Regions from separate parts of the Sus scrofa genome. Here region 2 is linked to region 1. The links are chromatin contacts, called in public HiChIP or PLAC-seq maps. All regions are on one chromosome and are shown on one strand. The core of a region is the stretch at or near the end of the contact, and the rest is flanking DNA. Distances in the headings are between cores, read along the strand shown. Region 1 overlaps CEP170 (centrosomal protein of 170 kDa). Region 2 overlaps SDCCAG8 (serologically defined colon cancer antigen 8).

Region 1 (2,700 bases), core at 127-2,626:
TACAGCATTTAAGAAAGGTGGTTTTTTAAAAAAATCATTTTTTGGCCTCACTTGCAGCACGCAAGTCCTAGGCCAGGGATCAAAGCCATGCTATGGCAGTGACAATACCAGATTCTTAACCCACTAGGCCACCAAGGGACTCCCTAATCAAGGCACTTTTAACGGTTGCTTTTAAAAGGATCTTTTACATTCATTTTTGACATTTATTAAGAGTGGTTTCAAAAAGATGATGTTATTTCTAAATTTTCAAAGATCATGCTACATTTTATATGATACAAGGCTATCGGTATTATTCATCCAATTCATAAAAATTGTCAATTTACAAATGGGTAGCTTTTATTTGTGAGCTTTAATATCTATGTACACATACAGGCCTCAATTATAATTTATTATTATCAAGTAGGAGAAAAAAAAAACTGATCCCATGTCAAAAGTTCATATGCCAGGTAATTAATTGCTTATGATTATAATTAAATACAGAAATAGGCCCTGACAAAGAATTAGGTAACTATACCATCTCACTCACTGCTTATTTCTAACAAATCAGAAATAGGTATTTCTTCATTAGTTTATCAGAATCCCAGGGCATAAAGTCCAGGTTAAAATGGGGTCAGTCTTGTCAATGATAGTGAAGTCATTCATAGTTTATTCCAATTACTGAGTACCTATCACATACTCAAGTCCTAGGTAAAGCTTTAAAGATAAAAGGTAAGTGATATATAATCTCTGACCTCAAAGAGAATTTATTTAAAGCTCTTGAACTTTTTGTATAGTAACAGAATAGTTAGATTAACATGAAATCATTTCCCTTATAGACAGCTTGTTAAATAAAATTAAGATAGCATAAGTCTGTCCTCAATAAATTCTAAATTAATTGGCAAAATGAATGGAAAAAGTTGATCAGTTGATACTTTGAGGTACAGGTATAAAAGATGTTATACTCTGGCCAAGGGTTATACTAATACAACATATCTAATAACTATTTCACCAATAAACACTCAACGGCAGTTTTCATAAAAGTCTTACTAGTGAAAAAAGTCTTAGTTCGATTAATTCCCAGTATCTATAAGCAAAAAAAAAAAAAATCTGTTTTAAGAGTAACCTGAGAATAGTTGGCAACGCTCTGCTAACAATGTGATGGTATTGCCAAAGCAGAAGTGTGAGCCATTATCCAATGGCTTAAAACTTTCAAAATTTATATCCTGCCATCTTACGAGAAGCAAACAATGGAGAAGAGAATTGAGTGTATCCTTTCCTTAAGTCGAGAAAATGATGAGAACTGTCTTCTAGGGAATTCCACTGGTGAACCGAATGACTCTTTTATTTCCACAGGAAAAATAAACATCTTTAATGACATAAATATAAAGTTATAAAACCAATCTGGTTTTGGCAAGGAAGTGAAAGCAGCAGACTGTTCTGATTGAGGAAGTTGGATGTGGGCCATACAGCTTTGCTCTAAAATCAAATATAAACTTTTGAAAAAGCACAAATTTCCTACCATATAATTATTTACCTAATAGTAGTTTGGTTACTGGGAAGAATGAACTTTTTCATAAAATAGGAAGTTTTGAAATGATCATTTCACTTTACCTTTCAACCTTTTCAAGTAAACCGGAACGTCACTTTTAATACTTTTGGAATCCTCTTCTGTTCTTTCCCACACCATCTGAGGAGGGTTGTTCTGGGCTAGCCAGTCAGCTACTTTGTTTTCTGGTGCCATCATTCCAGTTTGAATTCCCGGCAGGTCTTGAGTTCCAGGAGAAGACTTCTTTGACTTGTGGCGCTGATCAGAAGCAAATTTTGTCACATGGTCTCTAATAGTTACTTTCCCTGGGGTACTGTCATCAAACTCAATGGTAAAGGAAGCATGCCCTGCACCTGTTGTATGGGAGCTGGGTGTGTCTTTTGTTGGGATTTCATGAATAGTGCTTTCTGTTATTTGTGATGGTTGCTGAAATTCTTTTGTAGGGATTTCAAAATAACTTGGTTCCCTACAGAAAGGAAAAAGTACTTCTTCATTTGCAGCTGCAGCTTGTTCCTCAACTTGCTTGGCATCTATGCTGCACCCTAATAAGAAAAATAAGAGAAAATTCAAAATATTTGGGAGCTTCTAGCACTTGAGGGCATACAGCAATGGCCACTTGTGTTATTCCATGAGAATCAGAAGGAAGTCTGGATGAGAAAGAATGGCAAATGTCACAGAGGAGAAATAATTTTGATTATAAACATGGCATTCAGTTACAAATAGGAGATGCAAGATAAGCAGCAGCAATGTCAAAAGACAGTGAAGCAGTTAAGAGATGGACCATGCCTGGTGAGGTACATATTTTTTCCAACTTGGATCCAGAAATTATCAAAGTAAAAAGAACTGAACTCAAATGGAGATAGAGATGCATACTCAAAGTACATTTCTAGAGAGACTAAAAAAAAAATATGAATTTCCTCATCAGGTAAGGAGGATGAAATATATGAAATATCTACAAGCACAAATAAAGTTCCAAAGGAGAACAGGTCCTCAAATGAGAAAATAAACATGATGTCAATATATAAGCCATGTTCTAGACATAATGATTCACTTACCATTTGTCACCATCACATTCAGAGACATTACAGCGACAAACATATCATTACTACTGTATTACTAATTGTAATCCAAGAAGACAGATACAGTTTATATAGAAGAAAAAAATGAGTAAAGCT
Region 2 (2,700 bases), core at 160-2,659, 140 kb after region 1:
TTTCATCTCGCCTGGCTGTGTTGGAGGGCTCGGCACACCCTCCACTCCTTCCTGCCATTCACGGGCCTTTGCTTTGGTACCTACGTCTAATTCCGCTTCAAAATCAGGTTACCATGTCTCTTTGAAATCATTTTTCTCTTCTCTCCCTAATTTTAATCAGTATAAACTCTCAATCTAGAAGACTATTTGACACTTTTTTAAAAGAAAATCATCTGTTTCATTACTTCAGTTTATAACATTGTAATATCTTTTATACACTCAGCATGTCTTAAACTACAAACATTGATTCTCACAGTTCTGGAAGTCCAAGATCAAGGCACTGGTAGATTTGGAGTTTTTCTGGTTCACAAGCAGCTGTCTTCTCGCTGTGCGTTCACATGGCGGAGGCCGCGCGGGAGCTCTCTGGAGTCTCTTTTAGAAGAGCGCTCGTCCCATTCATGAGGGATCTACTCTCATGACCTAATCCCCTCCCGTAGGGCCCACTATTTATTTGCATCACTGGGGGTTAGGTTTCAATATCTGAATTTTGGAGAGGCACAGACATTCAGTCCTTAGCACCCTCTGCTTCATCTCTTTTCATCAGCCTGAAAGGTTTCACCGTCCGTGGGGTTAACCTCTGCAACACCTTGGTCCCGCCACACTTGGCCTTCCTGACCTCTGACCTGTCCCTCCCGCCTGAACTGACGCGTCCACGAGATCTCAAGCTCTAACACCAAGCCTTTTCTCTTCCTCCCTGTCCCAGTTAAATCTAGTCCGTGTCCTCATAACTGCCTCTAGTGCTTCAGCCTCCTCTCACATCTTACTGTACCTTTGTCTCCAGGCTGCTCCTCTTCCTTTTCCATTTAGATGTGAATTTTACAGCCTGATGCTAAACTCATTGTATTCATTCCATCAAAACAACCAACTGACAAGAGCTTCTTCAACACCTTTGCATCCCTCAAATGTGTCTCCTCATTTTTTTTTTTTTCTTTTTTTCTTCTTTTTGGCCATACCTGCAGCATGTAGAAGTTTCTGGGCCAGGGGTTGAACCCATGCTACAAGCTGGATTCTGTGACAATCCAGTGACCCAAGCTAAAGCAGTGACAATACCCTATTCTTAACCCACTAAGCCACAAGGGAACTCCTCATTTCTTTCTTATTTATCTGGTTCTCTTACTTCCCAAGGCGAATCTCATGTTCTTGCTATCTCCTGTGTCTAGAGTTCCAGGGACCCCAAGCCATTTTTCATCACATGTTTTTGTATCTTCAGTCCTTTCTTCTCCACTTGTTTTTTAGCTTTTTTTTTAAACCTTTGTAGCTTTGCATTCACTTCTGAACACACTGTAGTTAGACTTTCAACAAATTGTAGTCTGATTTCATGCTGCTGAATTGCTCAGTTTATGGTCACCAGTCACTTCCTGATTACTAAACCCGGTGACCTCACCTCAGTCCTCATTTTACTCAAACTCTAGGAAGCCGTTACTGTCCTAGCATAACAGCCCATCTTTTTCCCTTGATTCATCTGATTCTTTCCCCTTGTGGGTTCTCTTGGCACTGCCCTTGTCTCCTCCTCCACACCTCTTTCAACTTGTTTTCCACAAGCCTTAAGTGCAGACCTTCCTCACAGTCAGTTCCTGGCCTTTCCTCTCAAGTCGCCCGGATTTCAGGACTTTGTGTCTTGTCCTCATCCGAACACCCCCGCATGGTGCCTTGAGCTCTCCCAGCTCTCCTGTGCCCCAAATCTACATATCTACTTCTAAACCTCTTCACCTGGGTGATATGCCATTAGCATCCCAAACGCTGCGCCTTGTCCCTTCTCCCTCCTCCTGTCAACCACTCCTCTTCCTTCTACCGTGTTCTCTCTGGTACCTTTTTTCAGATAAGAATATCATGGTCTTACCCATAACCCTGGCTTGGATCCTTTAAAACATCTTGGCTCCTCCTCTAGACATCCAGTCCGTTGCCAGCCTCTCACCATCTCTTCAGAGGCCCTTCTTCCTAAGTTATGCCTGCAACTTCCATTCCTGTACCCCTGCCCCGGCTTCAAGTAGTCGCATACGCTTATGCAACCCACATGGCCTATTACAACAGCCTTGCAGTTGGTCTCACTCAGGTCTCTCTCAGTTCCAGTGTATCTTTCACTCCACTGCCAACGTCTTCCTAAATTGTAAATCTCCCTGTTCAGGCAGCCTTCCTGGTGTAGTAGAAGGAAACATGAATCCCTAGTATGACGTTCCAGATCTTTGATAGTAGAGTCCCACGTTTCTAGATTTACCTTTCACTACACTCCTTTCCTATAACCTGTGCTGTTTCTGAAACGTAAACTGTAATTGACTATTTCCCTGAATTGCTTCTGCTGTACTTTTCTGCACTGTATTCATCTGTGAAATACCTGTTCAACCTATGAGGCTCAACTCAGGTGACAGTCTTCCTAAAAATTTTCCCCAGCCCTCTCTTATTTGAATTAATCTCTTCCAAGTCTGTATTCCTAGTGAGCTGTGTATCATTTTTGTGGCTGTTTACATAGCTCCACCAAAAGTTCTTAAAAGCTAGGATCTGTGATATCTATCACTGTATCCTTCATCTGGCTATTTATATATTAATTGTACAATAAATGTTAAATTAAAGTTAATTATTAGCTTTAAATATGAGTATGAATTTTTGTAATTAGTGCTTTCGAAGTTTGAATAGTTAAGAACTAGAGAAACTACCGAGTATTGC

What was found. HiChIP or PLAC-seq counts read pairs in DNA pulled down with a chosen protein or histone mark.
Region 2: an H3K27ac HiChIP or PLAC-seq map of alveolar macrophages shows a contact between it and region 1. The contact joins two enhancer-like sites. A contact is called at or near these places in 5 of 47 Hi-C or Micro-C datasets (blood, fibroblasts, liver and 2 more) and 2 of 2 datasets of contacts at active chromatin or transcription factors (alveolar macrophages and skeletal muscle).

What each region holds. Positions count from the first base shown.
Region 1 is chr10:16,121,860-16,124,559 of Sscrofa11.1, forward strand. CEP170 (centrosomal protein of 170 kDa) reads right to left here. Exons shown (of 20, transcript XM_021064150.1): 8 at 1,591-2,067. Among named protein-coding and RNA genes, the nearest start is that of SDCCAG8, 68 kb to the right of the region's middle. Within about 2 kb of position 1,377, at least 8 of the 83 cell types and tissues checked have an H3K27ac peak or open chromatin away from gene starts, as enhancers often do. A contact at or near this core is called in alveolar macrophages and retroperitoneal adipose tissue, where this site is marked.
Region 2 is chr10:16,257,147-16,259,846 of Sscrofa11.1, forward strand. All of the region lies in intron 9 of SDCCAG8 (serologically defined colon cancer antigen 8), which reads left to right. Among named protein-coding and RNA genes, the nearest start is that of CEP170, 67 kb to the left of the region's middle. Within about 2 kb of position 1,410, at least 11 of the 83 cell types and tissues checked have an H3K27ac peak or open chromatin away from gene starts, as enhancers often do. A contact at or near this core is called in alveolar macrophages and retroperitoneal adipose tissue, where this site is marked.